Regions from separate parts of the Mus musculus genome. Here regions 1, 2, 3, 4, 6 and 7 are each linked to region 5. Evidence: chromatin contacts called from public HiChIP or PLAC-seq and promoter capture Hi-C data. All regions are on one chromosome and are shown on one strand. The core of a region is the stretch at or near the end of the contact, and the rest is flanking DNA. Distances in the headings are between cores, read along the strand shown.

Evidence for each region. Promoter capture Hi-C pulls out the DNA fragments that hold promoters and counts their contacts. HiChIP or PLAC-seq counts read pairs in DNA pulled down with a chosen protein or histone mark.
Region 1: a contact with region 5 is called in an HNF4G HiChIP or PLAC-seq map of pancreatic cancer cells. The contact joins the enhancer-like site here to the promoter of Abcd3 in region 5. A contact is called at or near these places in 2 of 484 Hi-C or Micro-C datasets (CD8 T cells and nephron progenitors), 4 of 115 datasets of contacts at active chromatin or transcription factors (embryonic forebrain, embryonic stem cells, memory CD8 T cells and 1 more) and 2 of 9 other capture datasets (adipose tissue and liver).
Region 2: a contact with region 5 is called in a promoter capture Hi-C map of hippocampal neurons, with 2.7 times the contacts expected there. The contact joins the enhancer-like site here to the promoter of Abcd3 in region 5. A contact is called at or near these places in 17 of 39 promoter capture datasets (the 3T3-L1 cell line, the C10 cell line, the HPC-7 cell line and 11 more), 3 of 484 Hi-C or Micro-C datasets (CD4 T cells, double positive thymocytes and pro-B cells), 13 of 115 datasets of contacts at active chromatin or transcription factors (cardiomyocytes, differentiating embryonic stem cells, embryonic forebrain and 7 more) and 3 of 9 other capture datasets (adipose tissue, embryonic stem cells and liver).
Region 3: a contact with region 5 is called in a promoter capture Hi-C map of liver, with 2.2 times the contacts expected there. The contact joins the enhancer-like site here to the promoter of Abcd3 in region 5. A contact is called at or near these places in 3 of 39 promoter capture datasets (the 3T3-L1 cell line and liver), 1 of 15 datasets of contacts at CTCF or cohesin (the NIH/3T3 cell line), 1 of 484 Hi-C or Micro-C datasets (liver), 7 of 115 datasets of contacts at active chromatin or transcription factors (the NIH/3T3 cell line, cardiomyocytes, embryonic stem cells and 2 more) and 1 of 9 other capture datasets (embryonic stem cells).
Region 4: an H3K27ac HiChIP or PLAC-seq map of embryonic stem cells shows a contact between it and region 5, with 7 read pairs. The contact joins the promoter of Cnn3 here to the promoter of Abcd3 in region 5. A contact is called at or near these places in 8 of 39 promoter capture datasets (the 3T3-L1 cell line, the C10 cell line, the HPC-7 cell line and 5 more), 1 of 15 datasets of contacts at CTCF or cohesin (the NIH/3T3 cell line), 3 of 484 Hi-C or Micro-C datasets (embryonic stem cells and muscle stem cells) and 7 of 115 datasets of contacts at active chromatin or transcription factors (astrocytes, bone marrow-derived macrophages, differentiating embryonic stem cells and 3 more).
Region 6: an H3K4me3 HiChIP or PLAC-seq map of bone marrow-derived macrophages shows a contact between it and region 5, with 6 times the contacts expected there. The contact joins the enhancer-like site here to the promoter of Abcd3 in region 5. A contact is called at or near these places in 8 of 39 promoter capture datasets (the C10 cell line, the HPC-7 cell line, the SN4741 cell line and 3 more), 1 of 15 datasets of contacts at CTCF or cohesin (the NIH/3T3 cell line), 1 of 484 Hi-C or Micro-C datasets (bone marrow-derived macrophages), 7 of 115 datasets of contacts at active chromatin or transcription factors (bone marrow-derived macrophages, embryonic basal ganglia, embryonic stem cells and 3 more) and 2 of 9 other capture datasets (adipose tissue and liver).
Region 7: a contact with region 5 is called in an H3K27ac HiChIP or PLAC-seq map of embryonic stem cells, with 4 times the contacts expected there. The contact joins the enhancer-like site here to the promoter of Abcd3 in region 5. A contact is called at or near these places in 9 of 39 promoter capture datasets (the 3T3-L1 cell line, the HPC-7 cell line, embryonic stem cells and 4 more), 1 of 15 datasets of contacts at CTCF or cohesin (the NIH/3T3 cell line), 3 of 484 Hi-C or Micro-C datasets (adipose-derived mesenchymal stem cells, bone marrow-derived macrophages and embryonic stem cells), 8 of 115 datasets of contacts at active chromatin or transcription factors (bone marrow-derived macrophages, embryonic stem cells, pancreatic cancer cells and 1 more) and 3 of 9 other capture datasets (adipose tissue, embryonic stem cells and liver).

What each region holds. Positions count from the first base shown.
Region 1 is chr3:121,370,732-121,373,431 of GRCm38.p6, forward strand. Gm33363 (a long non-coding RNA gene) reads left to right here. Exons shown (of 4, transcript XR_867593.1): 2 at 2,670-2,700. Among named protein-coding and RNA genes, the nearest start is that of Gm33363, 3.0 kb to the left of the region's middle. Within about 2 kb of position 1,325, at least 56 of the 459 cell types and tissues checked have an H3K27ac peak or open chromatin away from gene starts, as enhancers often do. A contact at or near this core is called in pancreatic cancer cells, where this site is marked.
Region 2 is chr3:121,314,303-121,317,002 of GRCm38.p6, forward strand. The region is part of intron 2 of Alg14 (asparagine-linked glycosylation 14); the gene reads left to right. Among named protein-coding and RNA genes, the nearest start is that of Alg14, 24 kb to the left of the region's middle. Within about 2 kb of position 1,274, at least 11 of the 459 cell types and tissues checked have an H3K27ac peak or open chromatin away from gene starts, as enhancers often do. A contact at or near this core is called in hippocampal neurons, where this site is marked.
Region 3 is chr3:122,193,049-122,195,748 of GRCm38.p6, forward strand. No RefSeq gene overlaps it. Among named protein-coding and RNA genes, the nearest start is that of Gm40137, 17 kb to the right of the region's middle. Within about 2 kb of position 1,388, at least 6 of the 459 cell types and tissues checked have an H3K27ac peak or open chromatin away from gene starts, as enhancers often do. A contact at or near this core is called in hepatocytes and liver, where this site is marked.
Region 4 is chr3:121,425,093-121,427,792 of GRCm38.p6, forward strand. Cnn3 (calponin 3, acidic) reads left to right here and starts at 1,449. Exons shown (of 7, transcript NM_028044.2): 1 at 1,449-1,736. The coding sequence starts at 1,680.
Region 5 is chr3:121,813,961-121,816,660 of GRCm38.p6, forward strand. It overlaps Abcd3 (ATP-binding cassette, sub-family D (ALD), member 3), which reads right to left and starts at 1,342. Exons shown (of 23, transcript NM_008991.3): 1 at 1,049-1,342. The coding sequence starts at 1,158.
Region 6 is chr3:121,508,243-121,510,942 of GRCm38.p6, forward strand. It overlaps Slc44a3 (solute carrier family 44, member 3), which reads right to left. Exons shown (of 15, transcript NM_145394.3): 8 at 1,950-2,074; 9 at 1,132-1,318. Among named protein-coding and RNA genes, the nearest start is that of Gm38684, 22 kb to the right of the region's middle. Within about 2 kb of position 1,324, at least 21 of the 459 cell types and tissues checked have an H3K27ac peak or open chromatin away from gene starts, as enhancers often do. A contact at or near this core is called in bone marrow-derived macrophages and hematopoietic stem and progenitor cells, where this site is marked.
Region 7 is chr3:122,144,281-122,146,980 of GRCm38.p6, forward strand. The region is part of intron 32 of Abca4 (ATP-binding cassette, sub-family A (ABC1), member 4); the gene reads left to right. Among named protein-coding and RNA genes, the nearest start is that of Gm40138, 19 kb to the left of the region's middle. Within about 2 kb of position 1,446, at least 6 of the 459 cell types and tissues checked have an H3K27ac peak or open chromatin away from gene starts, as enhancers often do. A contact at or near this core is called in embryonic stem cells, where this site is marked.

The DNA.
Region 1 (2,700 bases), core at 75-2,574, 440 kb before region 5:
TCAGCCTGCATGCTTGTGGACTGTCGGTGACCATGGCTCAGGCCCGTTCACATACTCTGCATGATCTTAGGCCCAGATAATTCAGGAAAAATCAGTTTGAGAACTGAGCCTCTTTTAATCTGCCTACTAGGTTGGGACCGGATAAGGACTGGTTTGGGCTTTTGATTTGTCGACGTCTCCCGGACAGCTCTGTGTATAGTATTTCCATAAACTGTCTTCTTTCCCTTCCCTTCTCTTGAACGAAGAACGAAGCCATCTCCCCCCACACCCCCTCTTTTTGAGAAGAGACAAGAGCCTGCCGTTCCAGCCTCTTCCATCCCTCCTGCTGTTGCTTGGCTTTTCTTCAGTTTTATTCTAGCCAGTATTTGTATCTCCAGAGGGTCTGCAGCCACATGGGGCCCTGAAATGGGGCGAGCCCCCCCCCCCAAATTCTTACAGAAGATGACCATGTCTCAGTCACGGGAGCCAGGCTGAAAACTTTTTTAAAGTTCTTTTTATAAAGTCATTAAACGTGAAATCAATATTTTAAAAGACTAAGGTGGGGGGTGGGCTTTGAGAGTTCCAAATAGACAGAAAAGCTGATTTCATACTTCCCTGCCAAAAACATTGTTCTTGCTTTCAGGCAAATGACTTGGGTGTTAATTAAGGCTTCACACTTCCTGGCTATCTCCTTTTTCACATTCTTGCTGCTAATCGTCATGTTAAGAGACACATGACTTCTGTTTCAAAGGCTCCAGTTTAAGAGTGGAAACAAAAATCTCAGCTCCACAGGAAAGGAAAAGAGATTAGGATTCGAGTCCAGCCATTTGCTTATTCATCTGCATATGGTTAAAAGATTTCCAAGCATCCACTGGTTTCTCTTTCACTGTGACATGAGGCCAACCCAAGGAGGGGAAGAGAAAAATCCTGTTCCTCTCCTGATGTAGGAGCACATCTTCCATTCGCCTTGGGGGCAAGAGATTGCTTCCTCTTTTAATAGTAAGCCAAAGTAACCGAACTTGGAGAAACTGGCTTCTTCTGAAAGTTATTTTTCCAGTTAGCTTTTCATTTTATTTGCAGTGCCAGGCTGGAAACCATGCACACATTAGACTTAGCTGTATTTCCGGCCCTAATTACCTGTTGCTCTGCATCAATTTACAAATTAGCGGTGGGAAACAAGCATCATTTAATGAAGCCCACAGACTCTGTGGGTCAGCACTTCACAGGGTCTAGAAGGAAAGGCTTCTTCAGCTTCATGGTGTCTGAGCTTCAGTGGGGAGACAGGGGGGTGGAGGACACTAAAAGGGCTAGGAGTGACTCAACAGGCTCAGCTCGAAGATCCAAGGCCTGAAGCACCATGACTCAAGTTTGTACTAAGATCTGTCAACACGGTGTCTACGCACAGCCTGCCCATCCGTGAGCCTTGAGTTCCTCTGCAGTGTGGCTGGGTTCACTCTTCCAGAGAGTGATCATATCAGGACTCTGAGTGCAAATGTCACTTCAGGTGTGTTCCAAGTAGCTAAGGACCTCAAATTCAGGAAAAGACAGTTCAGAGGGAAGAGAGAAGCTGAGGCGTAAAAGACCAATTTGAAAACTATAATGCCAGACATGGTGCATGCCTTTGACCCCAGCACTTGAGAGGCAGAGGCATGGGATCTCTGCGAGTTTGAGGCCAGTCTCTTTGTTCTACATAGGGAGTTCCAGGAGAGCCAGGCCTACATAGTGAGACCTTGTCTGGAAAAAAAAGAAAAAAAAGTCTAGTACATTTCCGTCACACTGGCCCAGGGGGCAGGAGAGGCCATGCTGGTGTGATTAAAAATGAGACCACTTTACTGAGCTTGAAGGAGCAAGTTATTCCATGCTGGCCATAGTGGTTTCCACTGGGATATAATTCACATAAAATCCACCCATGTGTAGTTCAGTGGGTTTTAGTACATTCACAGTTGTATGACCATGATTACGAATTCCAGACACACATAACTCACATGTGTTAGAAGTAACTCTTCCATGTCACCTTCCACTGCCCTCGGATTCTGCTGGCCCAATTTCTCTCTGTGGATTGGTCATTTATAAGAAGGATTTATTTGTCTTTTGTTACTAGCTTCTTTCACTTAACATAGTATTTTCAAGTTTCACTGATAGAATACAGTGCATGTGTGCGTGTGTGTGTGTGGTAGTGTATGGTGTGTATGTGTGTGGTATAGGGTATGTACACACTCATGAGTGCATGTAACTATACATACTGAAGTACAATGTCCTTCTCAGTCACCCTCCATCTTATTCTTTGAGATGTGGTTTTTTTCACTGAATTTGAGTTTACTGGTAGAGATAGACTGGCTGGCCAGCAAGTTCTGTTGATCAGCATCTCTCTGCTGCCCCTAACCCTGAACTGTACTGCAGGAACATGCTGCTATGCCTGATTTATCACATGGGCGCTGGGAGCCTGACCTCTGGCCTTCATCCTTACATGACAAGCACATTTGACTGAGCCATCTCCCTAGTCCCTATTCCATTCCTTTTATCGATTGAATAATATTCCATTGTCTGTCTCTACCTGGCACATTTCATTTACCCATTTAATAGTTGACGGACATTTCAGTAATTCCTGGTTTGGGGCTGTTTTATGTAATGATGTTGTGAATATTGTGGTTTGTTTGTTTGTTTTCATGAAATACATTTGCAATCTCTAGGGAAATATAGCTAACGATGGGACTGCTGGTG
Region 2 (2,700 bases), core at 24-2,523, 500 kb before region 5:
TCTTGCCTCTGGCCCGACTCAGTGCAGCTGCCCAGGGACGTCTCCTGGCCCTGTCTCCTACAGTTGCACATGGCTCCTCATGGTGCTGCCTTAAGCCCTGCTGTTAAGGGAGCGAACCCCAGGCTTCACAGTTTGTACTGGTTGTGTGAGGAAAGGCTAGGTCTCTTACAACTTACAGACAGAAAGGAGGTTTCCCAGAAGCCATGGCAAACATCAGCCTCGTGGTCTCTACTGAGTTATGTGTGCGCTCATCTACTTTAGCCAATCTTAGGAGTCAGGAGTGGCCACTTTCTTATATAGGAAAATTATGGTCATTTTTGATTTCCGAATGATTGCTTAAACCATCCAACATCCATTAGGAATATATACTCTGCAAAGCTGAAGCTATTCCAAGCCTATTTGGGGCATTGGTTGGGGATAAATGAGATGGAGTGAATGCCACCAAAACCAGCCGGAAGGATGACTTAGCCAAAGGAAGACTGATATTGTCAAAAGAAGGAGCCAAAAAGTTGCAGGAAGAACATGACAGTTCACTGTAGATGGCTTAGAGTCTTTGGGTCATAATTCAATAATAATCTCTGGAAAAATTTTCTCCATGGCCAGGAAGGGTCTTCTCAAGGGAAGCTGGAGTCCTAACATGTCAGGCTGGATAATTGCCTGTGGTGGAGCCTATAATCCTGGTGTGTGGGATGCCTGAGCAGGAAAATCACTTCAAGTTCAAGGCTGGTCTTGGCTGCATAGCAAGGGCTACACATGTAAGCCAAGAGTCCTCACACCTGAGTCGAGAGGTCATTGAAACAAGCTAAAGATCCCTGAGGAGAGTCCTGTGCTCTTGCTTCACAATGGGAGATGAAGGTCTCCACAGGCTGGTTTGCTAGAGGGGGCAGCTGGGTGGCAGCAGGCTCACTCTACCACAGCTCGCTCGTTCATGTCACTCCTTGACACGTCAGCTCCCATGAGATAAACAAGCATTTGAAGGGCAAGTATATGAAAATTGTCTTGTGGTAAATTGTGGATGTCTTAACTTTCAAATGATCCATTCAACCATCATGTCTATTTATATACACATGCACCTATATATAGGAAGAAAGAGGACATTGCTTTTAAATATTATGAAAGAAAGGTGAAAGCTTAGTTGAGTGAAATTTGGTTACTTCAGTGTTCATCTTGTCTCTAGGGTTTTGCCCCAGTGCGGCATCCATTTAATAGTAAGTGTGTTGTACGTTTCGGTGTGTGGTAACAAGAAGAAGTGACCTCATAGCCACTCCGTCTGCTCTCTTGTGGTTTATGATACCATCTGGATTCTTTGGTGGAATTATTTTCCATCTAAATCACTGTAAGCTTCTATTTAGTTTTCACAAATCTGAAGCCAGATCTGTTTGTGGGTCTTGGCAGTGATGCAGTTCTGGAACATACTGTGACTGTTCAAAGTTGTCATTACCACCAGTGTTCGACTCTGGATTTCACGTCATTTCAGGCAAACTAGAAACCTGAAAGAACAAAAAATGCACTTCTCCACTTGAAGGTTTTACACCTCAGCATCTCCTACCATCACACCACTCACATTTGATCGTACGTTGGTTGAGATGGGTAGAGAACCATGCAGGGATGGGGGATGGGGGGGTGGGTCCTCTGGAGAGTCCTGCCCTTCAGTTAGGAGGCTCAAACACAGTGTTTTGCTGATGTATGCTTTTTGTTCCTGTGTGGTAGAGAGAGAACAAGCCTCATTTCCTTGGCTGACAGTGTAAAAGTGGGCGGATTATATTTCATAGCATTTCCATATTCGGGATTTGTCTTAGTTAGGGTTTTACTGCTGTGAACAGACACCATGACCAAAGCAACTCTTAGAAGAACAACATGTAATTGGAGCTGGCTTAAAGGTTCAGAGTTCAGCTCATTCATCAAGGCAGAAGCATGGCAGCATCCAGACAGGCATGATGCAAGAGATGCTGAGAGTTCTACATCTTTATCTGAAGGCTGCTAGCTGACTTCCAGGCAGCTAGGGTGAGGGTCCTAAGCCCATGCCCACAGTGACACACCTACTCCAACAAGGTCACACCTACTCCAACAGGGCTACACCATCTAATAGTGCTACTCCCTGAGCCAAGTGTATACAAACCATCACAGGAGTGTACACAGCGAACTATACAAAGAGAAATGAGACACCTAAGAGACCCCTTTCTCAGATCCTCACAGCCACTGGCTGCCAGGCTGGAGCAACACCAAAATCGCAGGACTTTCTTGAAGAAGCTGGGGCCTGAAAGTCAACAAAATCTGAAGATTTCAAGATCCTATGTCCTGTGTTCTTATTCTGCATTTCCACCCAAAGCCTTGGAGGTCTGAGGGTGGAGCCTGTCACTGCTGACAGTGGTCGATGGGACTGGTGAATTCAACCAATAGGGCAGAACTAACACAGGACAAAGATACAGGAGAGCAGAGTTCTGAGAGGGGAGTGGGGAGAGAGGGGGAGGGGGAGGTGGGGAGATTGAGAGATCTGTGGGCTTTTGACCATCAGTATATAACTATAAAGTGAGTTGAAAAACAAAGAACCTGAGTGGTGTATACCTTTAGTCCCAGAACTCGGGGGATGGGAGTGGGGGGATGGGGAGAGGGACTAAGGTAAGGAGATCTGTGAATTGGAGGCCAGCCTGGTCTACAGAGTACATTCCAGGACAGCCAGAGCTACACAGAGAAACCCTG
Region 3 (2,700 bases), core at 138-2,637, 380 kb after region 5:
ATTTAAAAGCCCTGTCCGAAGCAACCGGATTGGCAGAAGTTTCACCCACGGTGGCTTTAGGAATAAATCTTATTTACAAGTCGTCACATTCCAGGGAAAGTGTTAAAATACAAATAGCCTTTTTCAGTCAGTAGACTAGCGACTCCTAAAACTCTTCTCCTGCCTCCTTCCAATCTCCATCTAAAGTGTTGCATCTTGGACTGCCTCTTTGTTGTCTTTGTCTGGATGATGATCCAAGTAAACCCAGTGACATCATATAAACGATCATTCAACCATCAGTGGTGGGTTTCAGGTCTTGATTACACAATGCTCAGACGCACAATGCATCTTTTATAGATATCTCATAGATAGCTTTCTGTATTTGGTAACAATGACGTTAGGTTTTGTTTTGCTTTGTTTTTCCCTTTCGCTCTCTCTCTTTTTAAAAAAGATTTATTTATTTTATGTATATGAGTACACTGTAGCTGTCTTCAGACACACCAGAAGAGGGCGTCAGATCACATTGCAGATGATTGTGAGCCACCATGTGCTGGGAATTGAACTCAGGACCTCTGGAAGAGCAGCCAGTGCTCTTAACCACTGAGCCATCTCTCCAGCCCATTTTTTCCTTTCTCAGACCTGGAAATCCAAACCAGAACATAGATGTGATAGCCAGCTGCCTTGCTGCTGACCCACAGCCCAGCCCATAATTGGAAAATTTATGAGGGTGTGGGTGGGTATCTATGTGCACCCAACTAAGTCCATTTTGTTTTTTCTTTTCTTTCTGTATGTGGTTCTGTGTCTTAGAAGCACGCTATAAGCAGTGGTTGCTAACCTGTGAGTCAAGACCTCTTTGTGGGGGTCAAATGACCCTGTCATGGTGATTGCATATCAGATGTCCTGCATATCAGATATTTACATTGCAATTCATAACAGTAGCAAAATTACAGTTATGAAGTAGCAACGAAATAATTTTATGGTTGCGTGTCCCCACAACATGAGGAACTGTATTAAAGGGTCGCAGCATTAGGAAGGTTCTCCACTGCCATAAGTGGACTATGGAAAAGTGATTTTTATCACTGGACTTTGCTCAGGAGCCATGTGGACTCCTGGGCAAACAAATTTAACCCATCTGATCAAACATCCACCTTTGCAGCCACTATGAGGCATGTTGGGTTAGCAGAGAACGTGGGTCCCCTGCCCTACCTCCACACTGTTTCCGATGCTACTCCTCAGTTTCTTCTCTCACAGTGCTTGCCCTGAAATATTTTTGTTATGTTGTGAATGGGGTAGACTCTGAGAAATTCATCAGTAGGCAATATTGTTGTATGACTCTCATAGAGCATGCTTATATAAACCTACTAGGGTAGCCTATAAAGGGCCTAGACTGCTTGGACTGGCCTAGTTTTTCCTAGGTACAGCACGTTACTGCATCAATACTGCAGGTAAATGTAAGACCGGGGTGAGGTGTGTTTGCATAAACAGAAAGGACACTGGGAAAACACAGGCGGAAGCTTTAAGGAGTTCAGCAGGAAGAGAGGCTGCCAAACATGAAGTGTCAGAGAGAGATGAGTGGGTGGGTGAGTGAACTGGGGGTTCAGGACTTCTGCGCTCCTGTAGGCTCTACAGACACCACACATGTAGGGCACACTCATCTTTCTTTCTTATCTATATATTTGTTTATTTATTATTTATTCTTTAATAATAAATCCATCTTATCATACAGTAGCTTTTTCCCACTAAAACCTCTTTTTAAGCCTTCAACTCTTTTTTTTTTTTAAAGTTTTACTTATTTTAGGCACATGAGTACACTGTAGCTGTCTTCAGACACACCAGAAGAGGGCATCAGATCCCATCACAGATGATTGTGGGCCTCCATGTGGTTTCTAGGAATTGAACTCAGGACCTCTGGAAGAACAGTCAGTGCTCTTAACCACTGAGCCATCTCTCCAGCCCTAAACCGTCAACTTTTAAAAACACTGATAAAACTACAAATGCATAGAGTTGCACAAAAATAGTTTCTTTACACCCTTATTCTATAAGCTTTTATTTTCCTACTTAAAAAAAAAAAAAAAAAAAAAAAAAAAAAAAAAACGGAACCAGGCTCTCCTGTAGTCCAGGATAGCCTCAGACTCAATATGAAGTCACTAATACTCTTGAACTCCTGATCCTTCTGTTTCTGTCCCCCCCGGTTGCTGGGATTACTGGCATAAACTACCATAGCCAACTAAACTTTTTATTCTTTCACTATTTTACTTTTAAAAATTTTTTGTTCAAAAATCAAAATACAAGCCTGGAGCTCCACGGGGGTAGACTTCCAGAGTTCTTGACCTCCACAGTTCTTCTCACCAGAGAGACTTCTGGGTAATAACTCACAGGGAGCTGTCACCTCCTAGGACAGCAATGCCTTCTGCTGGAATCTCTCCTGAAGGCCTTGCCTGACGCTCTAATTGGGGAGCGTCAATAGATGCAGCAGGAGCATCCTGACGGGCTCTCCTCCCAAGATGCTCTCTGGAAGTGCCGTGCCAGTGAAGCAGAGAAGCATTGCTTAGGGAAACATCTTTCAAGGTTTTCCTCTCTGTTGATAATGTTGCCACACACCTCACCCCTTTACTGGCAATGTGCTTGCATCACAATTCTGAAATATTTTTCCTCCAAACACCACTCTCTGCTGTGAGCAAGCCATTGCTGTAACGTGAAAACACCGAAAGACACCATGGC
Region 4 (2,700 bases), core at 199-2,698, 390 kb before region 5:
CATTTGACTCGTTACTGCTCTATCACATTGCACCTTATAGCGTTGATGAAAAATTCTTTCAGCTGACAGAAATTCTGTGCCTTTTTCTTTTCTCTGTAGCTTAGGCAGACCTCTGGTTCTATCCCAACACAGCAATCCTCTTTGTGCTGGGATAGAGTGCTTGAGACACTATGCCACACTCCCTTATTTCTATCCCAGAAAGGTTCAACTTGGGCTATTTGGGCTTCTCTTTTCCATGCAAGTGGCTGACCCTGGTCCTGTAGTCTCTTCTGGAATGTCAGCTGTATTTGGGAAACATAAACCAACATACTGACACCCAGAGGACTAAAACCTGTCCTAGATGTGCCCCAAGACACCAAGGCAAGCGGTGACACTCTGGAGGCAGTGATAGCTGTCATTATTAGGAATCTCTGAGTTGCAGCCTTCAAGCCACTAAAACGGATCTGAAGTCTACCGAGTAAGTTTTGGGAAAGTGAATGAGCTAATCTTTCAAAGACATATAGCCCAGTGTAGTGCCAGGAACACAGGCAGGGGACAGCGTGCTCTCTGTTCTCACCTTTCCTCTATCAGTTTGCCTTTGAGATCAGAAGAAAGGAAAGGGGACGGAAAAGAATACAGAGTGCTGATTCAAAGAGATTAAAAAACAAACCAAAGCAGGTAGACTTCTCAGTCAAGGCAGTCCTCTAATTAAAAACAAATAAACTACCTAGCCTTTTGGGCTGGCTGAACCCCCGGTGAAGGTGCTTGCCAAGGGCAACTGGTGGGACTCCAGAAAAGGACCCAAAAAGCTGTACCCCCTCCCCCCAAAACCTGGCTGTGCCACAACACTTTCCCAATTTCTTTCGCTCTGCATTCAAAGTTTAGACAGGATGAGCAGGACTTTGGCAAAGAGCGTTGACCGAGGCAGAGGTCAGCCCCACAGGTGCGGCAGCTGCGTGGGGAGGGAGACTTGGCAGATGTCCACGCAGGCCTCCCCCCCCCGCCCCCGGCCTGGCACGTGGATTCGAAGGCTGCTCCCCGGGTTTCCAGCGCAACATCTGGGCGCGCTGTAGCCCGGGAGGAGACGGATGGAGTGGCCGGTCAGCGGCGGGCCAGCTCGGGGAGCTTCCTGTCCCCCTCCACCGTCGGAGCGCCACAGATGCCTGGGAGTTGATGAGAACCAAGGCGGCTGAGAAGCCCCTAGGCGCCGGGGCGGGGCGGTCGCAGCCCGCTGACCAGCGGGGAGGAGGGGCGCCGAGGTCCTAGGTGGCGTGAGGGCGGGGCCGGGGGCTGGGACCCCGCGGGAGGGAGCGCCGCGCCCGCCGCGCTGCCATTGGCCGGGAAGCCTTGGAGCAGGCGAGGGGGGAGGAGGCGGCGCTCATTGGTCGGGCTCGCCGGCCAATCCCTGGAGGCCCGGGGGTGGGTGGGGGGAGACCAGGCTGGGGGCAGAGCGTGCGGAGCCGCGGAGCGGGCAGCGAGCAGGGCAGCCGGTCCCAGTCCAGAGCGACCCGGAGCCTCCGCGGGACTCGAGTCCTAGCGAACCTCGAAGCATCATCCGCGTCCGTCTGCGGCGTTCGGGCTTCTCCGGCGCCGCGCAGGGGAGCGAGCTCGTGCATCACCCGCGCGGCCGCCGCTGGGGCTAAGAGCAGGGACACCGAGGGTGACTGACCGCTAGAACTCTTCCAGTCGTCCAAACAGCCATGACCCACTTCAACAAGGGCCCTTCCTACGGGCTCTCCGCCGAAGTTAAGAACAAGGTACGCGCGCGGGCGGGCTGGGGGTTTGCCGCGGCGGTGGGGGCGCTGGGAGCCGCCGCGGAGAGACGTCGAGGCTGCGGGAGAGAGAGATGCTCCTCGGCTCGCGGAGCCTGGCTCGCACGCGTTGGTGCTGGCTTTGTTCCCGCGCCGCGGCCCCGGCGGGCGGTGGGGGTTCCCGGACGCCTGGAGTCCCGCAGCGCCGCAGGGCCCGCTCCAAGGCTGTAGGGTGCGCCCCTCCGGGAAGGGGGCGCTCCTGAGTGGCCTGTGGCCCTTAGGCGGGGCCCTGCCTTACGGCTGGGTCTCCGGGAGTTGCCGCCCCCGCCATCCGCCTGGGCTGGGGCTGCCGCGGGACCCTGCGTCTCCTCCCATTCCATCCTGGCCCCCTCCTCCCACAAGCGAAGTTGGGCGGTTACGTGGCCAACCCGGGCCCCTCATTGTTCCTTTCCTCCTCCTCCTCCATGGGAGAGTGTCCCGCCGACCCCTGGGACCCGCGGGCGGAAAGGGAGCCCGTCGGTGGTGCCTTGATGCAATCGCCGCTGGTGCGGGAAGCCCAGACAAAGCCTGAACGCGCAGCCTGCGAGCCGGATCAGCTGTAGATGAGAGACTTAGAAATGCAATCCTGAGAAGTTTGCAGCGCGTTGAATTGTCACGATATCTCGGCAGGGTCGCTTTTGTTCGAGGTTTATTTGCTGTGGCGGGTTGCAATTTTGGAGTGATTGGAATCTGGCTGCGTTGCTTTGCTGTGTACTCATCTCAAGAATGCACCAGGGTTTATCTTTCAGACTTTTGGCCTGGAAAAGAGATGAGAGGCGCCCCCCTCCCCAAATCCTCTCTTTCCTTCCTCCCTGCCTGCATTCCAAGTCCATGACATCAGGGGTTTCGGGGAGTGGGGGTGACCAGCCAATCGGCGTGGAACTGCGCACAGACCGCTCATTGTCTCCCTTTTGCTGTTCCGGCCAAAGCG
Region 5 (2,700 bases), core at 92-2,591:
CCAAGAACCCTTAAAAAGGACGAATAGTATGTGAAGGAGAGGCATATCATTATTTTGTAAAGCTGATTTAGGAAGAGAAGGGCCAATGCTGCAGCCAATGAGCAAGTCAAAGTAGATAAGACAGAAAATACTTCATGAAAGGATACATGGAGCTCTCTGCTAGTATTTTAGGCCAAATTCTAATAATAAGATAGTCCGAGCAAACCAAAAGCAGGAGACAATAAATAGTACCTACCCAGAGGGTTGATGAAATAAAATGCATGAAAGCATTATTCTAAGATTGGACACTAAATATCCAAACACTAGTAAGAATGCTTAGTTAGGAAGTAACCTTTTCTTTGTCGCTCGCTGAAATCAAATGGGCGACAAGAAGTTAAAATTGTGCCTGTAATCCCACCCCCAGAACTCAATTCTCCCTTCTTTCCTAATCTCCCAAAAGTTCAAAGTAAACTTTAACATTCTCTCCAGGCAGGTAGCTGTATGGTGTAATTAACAAGTGATCTTCACCTAAAACACACTTTCACCTTTCACCTATAAAGTCGACGGAGGAAACTTTGTCCTCCACACACCGCTGAGCCAATTCAACCTTTCCAAATGAGGGCATTCACTGACCAATTCCGGAAAAAGAGGGCACCGCTTTAGAAGAAAATCGTGCCCACTGGACCCAGAAAACCCCAGGAACGCCCCTGGCTACTATCCACCGCCACTACTCCGGAGTCGAGCTGGCGAGTAAAATGCCCATCCCGAACGAACGCAAACCTTAGCGTTCAGTGGCGATGAGATGGCAAAACCAGAATGCACCCATAAAGTTGACATGCACGGGGAGATGGTGAGGGGGCGCGGGGGCGCAGGGACGCGGCGTGTCCTCCTCCCTCCCGTGGTGTTGAGATTGCGCGGCGGCCGCCAGGCTGAGGGCCGCAGGGCTCCGGGACCGCTGGCCCGGTTCCGCGGGCACCCGCGCAGCTCGGGACCTGGGAGAGAAGGGCAAGGCGCGCGCCCGGAGCTCCCCGCTCGGGCCCGGGGAAGGCGGCGCGGCCGCGAGCCTCACCCGTGCAGGCCGAGGGCGCGACGCCGCTTATGGAGTAGGCAGAGCAGCAGGAACGCGGCCCCCGCCAGCGAGGTGTTCCGTGCCGTCAAGTACTTGCTGAAGGCCGCCATGGCACCGGCAGGGCGAGCGAGCCGCGGGATAGGGGACGCGCCGGCGACAACCTCAGTGCAGGAACCGCGGGGGAAACTGGGAGGATAGCTCGGCGCCGAGAGAGGGCGGGGCCGGCCGCGCGGGAACGCCCCCTGGCGCGCGCCGCCGCGCCGAGCCCACCGTGGACTTTGGCTTCCCGGGCGCGCGCGCGGGCGCGGGGCGATCGAAAGGGTCGTTCCCCGGGGGGACGCTCTGCGCACGCGCGGACCCCCGCGGACTCGGCCGGAAACGCGGCGGGCAGACAACGCTAGTCCTCCGCGCCGGTCTCCAGCAGCCCACGCTTCGGCCTTGCGATCTCTGCTTGCACACACCCTAGCTTTCTTTCACAAGAACTGGAAGAGCGGGCCGGGCCTGCGCCACGGACTCCGTGGGCCCTGCCCCTCCGCCACCCCCTGGATGGGTCGGTACCACCCTCTTAAAGAAGCCGGGGGAGGAGGGGAACGGCCCCATCACTAAAAAGGTCAATATTTGCAACTTAAGGAGTGAAGGGAGACCTGGAAAAGAAAGACTACAATCAGATAATCTTATTTCAAGTCGCCGTGGATTAGGTCTCTAGTTCTGTAAAATCGGTTTGGGAGGACGGGTCCACCACTCTGTTAATTTTTTTATAAAAATAATGTAGTGGGAAAAAGCTCAGAGTGCGTGACAAAAAGGAGTTTTAAGAAACAATTACTCTTTTTTGGTAGATATGTACAAGGATGGCGATAAAAAAATGTATTTCTTTATGTTAGGTCTGGTCAAAGAAAGTTTGAGAAACTCTGTTCTTTGCAAAGGGACATTCAGAAATAACAATCGTGCGTTGTATTAATGCTGGCCTTACTCCCAGAAGCAGACGAACTTTACAGATTACAGCATTCTTCTCCTGTCCCACCCCTATCATGCAGAAAGTGTTATCCCTAGCGTTTAGTCTAGCGCATGCACAATAACTTAATGAATGGCTGTTTTCAGTTTAAGAAACTGTCGAGAAGCAAGTGTCAGAAAGGAAGCTTCTAAAACCTCACAAAATATATAAATGTTGCCTACGCATAAAAGGAACCAATGAAACAGTGATGCCTAGGTGTTTTCTCTGTGTGAATGGTTAAATGGTTATGAGAATGGCAAAGACCACACACCGTGGTGTGTGCTGTGTGCAGGTGCTCAACAATCGTCAAAAGTCTAAGTTACGCAGAAGTAGAGCCTGTACCAAATCCTCCATATGCCGTTTGTGTGTTTTCCCATTACCCTGGGAATCACTTAGGTAATTAGGTATGCCTGGCACAGAGAATACAAGTATGAACAATCAATCCCTTATTCTCCAGAGGCTGGTGCAGAAGAAAAACATGAAGAAAAATATGGATGAGTTTAAGTGTCAGCTTAGAGAAGTGAACTAAGTGCTATGAGAATACCAATAAGAGAATTTAGAATTTTCCTAGAACTTTTCCTTAACACTTGACAAATAGGATGACGTCAAAGCTACACCCTAAGGCCAAAGGAGTCTGCTAGCAGGTGGGAGGACTTGGGTA
Region 6 (2,700 bases), core at 74-2,573, 310 kb before region 5:
CCAGCCAGCCAGTCTCAGATCTGATTGTCTCTGCCTTCCCAGTCCGGTTCTGGTGAGCAAACTCAGGTCCTTGTGGTTGCAAGGCAACCCCCTTAAACTGCACTGACTCCCAGGCCGCTACATTTCTTCTTCAAGGCAGAACCTCATCATCATCGAAGGCAACAGCAGAGTGACGTGCCAGGACATAAGCTCTCTGCTTGGTTTCAGATGGCCCTTTGACACTGACATAGAGTGTGAATATCCTATTGGGGAGCATGACAAAATGCATGTCTCTGTAGCTATGCCCAATCTGTCCACCTGTCCATCCATCCATCCATCCACCCATTCATCCATCCATCTACCCACCCATCTACTTTGTCCTACCCCAAATCAAATCAGGCCAGAAGCTCTGAATGCCTGGTCCACATCTTGGTGTGGGAAAGCAGGGAAGGATTCTGAGAAAGACCAGGGTGGAGAAGCAGCCATGGGATACAGCAGGCAGAACGGAGGCTACACTGTTGCTTTTTCAAAGTCAAAGCAATCCTAACTTCCTCATATACTTGTTTTAACTGTTGACTCGCTTAGCTGAAAATACCTCCCTTGCAGAGTCTTCCCTGGATTCTGTCATCTGTGATGCTAGGAGCTAGCAAATCACCTTGGAAAAGGTTTAAACCTGAAGACTTGTTGTTGTTGTTTCTTTGTTTTGAGACAGGGTCTTATGTAGCCAAGACTGGCTCAAACTTCCTAGGTAGTCAAGGATGACCTTGAAACTTTCTAATTTTCCTGCCTTTGCTTCAGGAATGCTAGGGTTATAAGCATGTGACATTTCACCCTGTTGATAAGGCACTGGGATTGGTCCCAGGCTTTCATACCTGCTAGGGAAGGTCTCTACCTACTAAATTATATGCTCTAGCCCCAGACTTGACAACATTTGACAGAAGTCTTCCTATCAGCTTTACAGCTTTGCCTAAGTGTTCAAGCCTGACTGAATTTATTTACTCATGAAACCCAGCTTCTCCAAAGCCAATACAAAAGAGTTCCCCCAAGACAGATGTCCTGGCTCCCTCACCGTCACCTCCAGATGCCTCTGGTTGCACAAGAGGTCACGTGCTCACAGGAATCGGCTGACAGTCCTAAAATAGTGCCACTTACCAGCAGTGCCCAGGCTCAGCAGCACAGCCACCCAGAGGACCCAGAAGAAAATGAGGATGGCACACGTCCACAGTGGCTGGAACAGCAGGAAAGGACAGCTGCTGATGGCTTTGTTTGTGACGTGGAGAAGCTCAACTGTCAATTTTATCCTCTTCCTGAGGGTAAAAATCAAGGCCAGGAGAAGGACCTGGTGAGAAAGAGGTCAGAGTGAACCCCTCTGCAAAGGGGCGGGGCTGGAAAGCAACCCTGTAACCAGTGTCTCATCAAGTAGCCCTCCCTGTGGATAGTCACTGCTTCTGTTACACCTGAACTGCTACATTCCTAATCATGAACTAAGCCCCAACTATGATCGGGTCCCTGTGTGAGATCCCACAGTCATCATAGTGAAGGAGGCCTGACACCCTCCTAAAGAGCCAGCCAAGAGTAGGAGAAGGTGAGACTGAGGCTCTTTAAGGGTAAAAGAGACATCTTGTATTTTCCCTCCTCCGCATCACACACTCAGAGATGGGTTACGAATAGATAAGAGAACGTGACGTAAAAGGACAATGAGTACATCTAAAATCTACTTGCTATGCCATCTCGACTAGGTTTCCCCTCTCTGCATAGAAACAGTTTAAGTCTCCAGGTTAAGGAATCCACTGCCCTTCACCCACGAATTGCTTAGCCTTCTCTGCCATTCACTTCCTGGTCAAGCTTCTTGGTTTGTGTCTGTCACCCCCCTCCCCCCAACCCCTAACTCTCTCCTTATCCACCACTAATCCTTTGACCTCAGCTCTCTCGGGAAATAGTCCTCCCTAGGGTTGCTTTGGAACGCTTACTGTCACGACTGTAGAGATGATGGCAAAGGCTAGCATACAATTCATATTCTCCTTTTCTGTGTCCAGTTCTGTACTGAGGTCGTTGGTGTAGTCATAATACAGCCACCATAAGACACCGCAGACGACTAGAAAATAAAGCAACAGCAGGCATGGCATATGTCCTGAGATTACCTCTTCTACACACACACACACACACACACACACACACACACACACACACACACACACAAATACAACCACTGTAAGTCCAGCCACTTATAGTTGACCCAGTAACAGTGCCCAAACAGTGGATCCTATAGCCTCAAAAGCTTGGTAGCCTGGCACTTATCTCTAGGTGATCTGTGCCAAGCCAGGTTAGCCTGCAGAGGCTCTGTCCAGCCTGGGGTAGCTACTTACTGGTCTTGGGCAGACACAGGGACCTAGCCAACAGGATGAGTCTGAGCGTGATCAGGAAGGGGTGGCACCAAATAGAATGATGGAGCAGCATTTACTCGAAACTTTAAAGTGTTCACATAAGGTCTGCTGGTGACAGCCCCTGGGGCCAGGGGCTGGAGGTTGGCTTCATACTCACAGAGGTGGGTCCTTTACACGGCCCATGAGGATCAGGTTATCAGAGTCCCACTGATGCTGCAAACACTCTGGATTATGGAAAGCCATGACCATAAACCATCACTATTGTAACTCTAGGGAGGTCATAGCTTTCTACTGATCACGAATGGGAAGGTGGGTGATAGAGCCTAGTCACAATGGC
Region 7 (2,700 bases), core at 196-2,695, 330 kb after region 5:
ACTAGTGGGCGGGACTTAGTCTTAGAATGGGCGGGACTTAGTCACTAGTGAGCAGGGCTTGGTGTTAGTGTGGGACTTAGTTAGAGTGGGTGGGACTTAATTTTGTCTGTTGAAGAACTGGGGTCTCCTCCCGCATCAGAGTTATAAGCCAACCATTGACACACTCACTTTCTCATCTTTATGTGAAAGAAGGTAACCCCAAAGGTGGAGACCCAAGTTAAGAATGACAAGAGTTGACAGGTGGTGGTGGCACATACCTTTAGTCCTAGCACCTGGGAGACAGAGGCAGGCAAATTTCTGTGAGTTCAAGACCAGCCTGCTCTACAAAGTGAATTCCAGGAACATAGAGAAACCCTGCCTTGATACCCCCTCAAAAAAGAGAGAAAGAGAGAGAGAGAGAGAGAGAGAGAGAGAGAGAGAGAGAGACAGACAAGAGTTGAGACAGAAGAGAGTTGGGCTGTCTAAGCCAGGCATGGGACTAAGAGACACAGAAAGGAGTGGTGGTATTGGATAGTGCCTAAACTATCTGCAAAGGGCAGAGAAGACACAAAAGAGAAATCACAAGTTAGGCCCACAGTAAAGTCAAGGAAGACATCAAAAAGGGCTAACCCAGGGAAAATGAGCAGGAATTAGCTAGGTGTTTATAAAAGGGAAGAGTACCTTAAGAAAAGCCAGCAAAGAGACTTGGAGGTAGCCTGAAGCATGTAGAGTTTGACATAGACAGGACAAGACTTTAAGGGAAATGATGAAGAAGATGGAGTTACACCAGGATAAAGGTCCAGACACCATCTTGGAATAGAAATGGGAAAGAATTAAAAACCAGCTTAGCCTGGGCTGTTGTGGCACATGCCTTTAATCCCAGTACTGAAGAGGCAGAGGCAGGCAGATCTCTGTGAGTTTGAGGCCTGGTCTATGGGGTGGGTTCCAGGACAGCCAGGACTGTCACACAAAGAAACCTTGTCTCAAAAAAACAAAACAAAAAACAAAACAAAACCAAGCAAGCAAGCAAACATGGGCTTAAATCTGGATACAGTGGCCTTTATTTCTAGTTCCAGTGACTGGGAGACTGAAACAAGAGAGTCACTTGAGTACAGGAGTGCAAGGCTAGCTTGAGCAATATAGTAAGACTATCTCAAAATGTGAATTTAGATCAACAGAATTGACATCAAGAAAAATACTGATATCACTCAAAGCAATCTACAGATTCAACACAATCTCCATCAACATGACAATGACTTCCATCAGCATGACAATGACTCCATCAACATGCCAATGGGCCCCATCAACATAACAATGACCCCTATCATCATGACAATGATCCCCATCAACATGACAATGACCTCCATCAACATGACAATTACTCCTGTCAACATGCCAATTGTTGGGGTTCAGAAGTCACCCTGCAAACCACAAGAACACTAATCTCAGTCAAGCAGGGATGGTTTACTGAACGTATATCCAAAGACTGAGTGACCAAGGGAACAGCTCAGACTCTAGAGCTGAAAGCTAGCTGTGCGCTGGACATTTCTCGGGGCCAACTTATAAAGGCTAAAACTGCAAAACCCATAATGAGTTCATATGCAGATGTGGGGGAGCTGTAGACCGGTTGGTCTTTTCTCATGTTTCCTTAGTAATTTAGACAGAACAGTTCAAGCCAACCCCTATCTTGCTTGGTCATGAGTGACGGCTGCAGATGGGGAATTTCTTAAGATTAACAAACCGCAGAATAATCGGAACCTAACAGGGTAGGTGGTCTGCAACAGGGTAGGTGATCTGCATGCCCCTGCTCTGAGTCCAGTTCTTTTTCTGTGACCATGACTGGCGGGCATATTACAGTAACAATAGGAAGTAGCTGCTAGATATGGAGCAAATGGCTACAGCTGTGCTAGGGAGGCTACCTCAACACCGGTGATTTCCATCAGCATGCTGCAGATGACGTTCTTCACGGGAACTGGAAAACGGGGATGTGATAGCTCAGAAGGTTAAGGCCCTTGCTACCAAGCCTGATGACCCGAGTTCAATCCTCTGGATTCAGATTGTAAAACCAAGAGCTGATTGTAAAAAGGAAAAAAAGAAAAACGAAACAAAAACCTGACTCTTGCCAGGTGTCTCGTGACCTCCACATATATGTATGCCCCCACCAGGATAAATAAATAAATATAATGTATTTTTTTAAAGAAATAGAAAAATGATCCAGGATAAATAAATAAATATAATGTATTTTTTTAAAGAAATAGAAAAATGACCCCCCCCCAAAAAATATATATATAACTACACTAAACCCCATCTCCTCGCAGCCAGTGGCTGTCATGAGGAAGACAGATGACTACAACTGCTGATGAGTATACAGAGGGAGAAGGAACCCTTATACACCATCGGTGGGGATATCCATCGAGCCACTACGGAAATCAGTGCAGAGATTCTTTCCAAAAGCTAAGAGTAGAGCAGGTTTGGTCTATACCACTCCTGACATATTTCCAAAGGAACATATGTTAACATACAGTAGATACTCGCACATCCAAGTTTACTGCAGCACTGTTTGCAACAGCCAAGCTAAGGAACCTACCTAGGTGCCTGTCAGAGATGTGATGGGTGAGGTTCTATGCACCCACCACAGAGAAGGATCGAATCCTGTCGTTTCAGAAAAAGGCATGAAACCAGAGAGTAACATATTAATCCAAATGAGCTGGATTTAGAGAC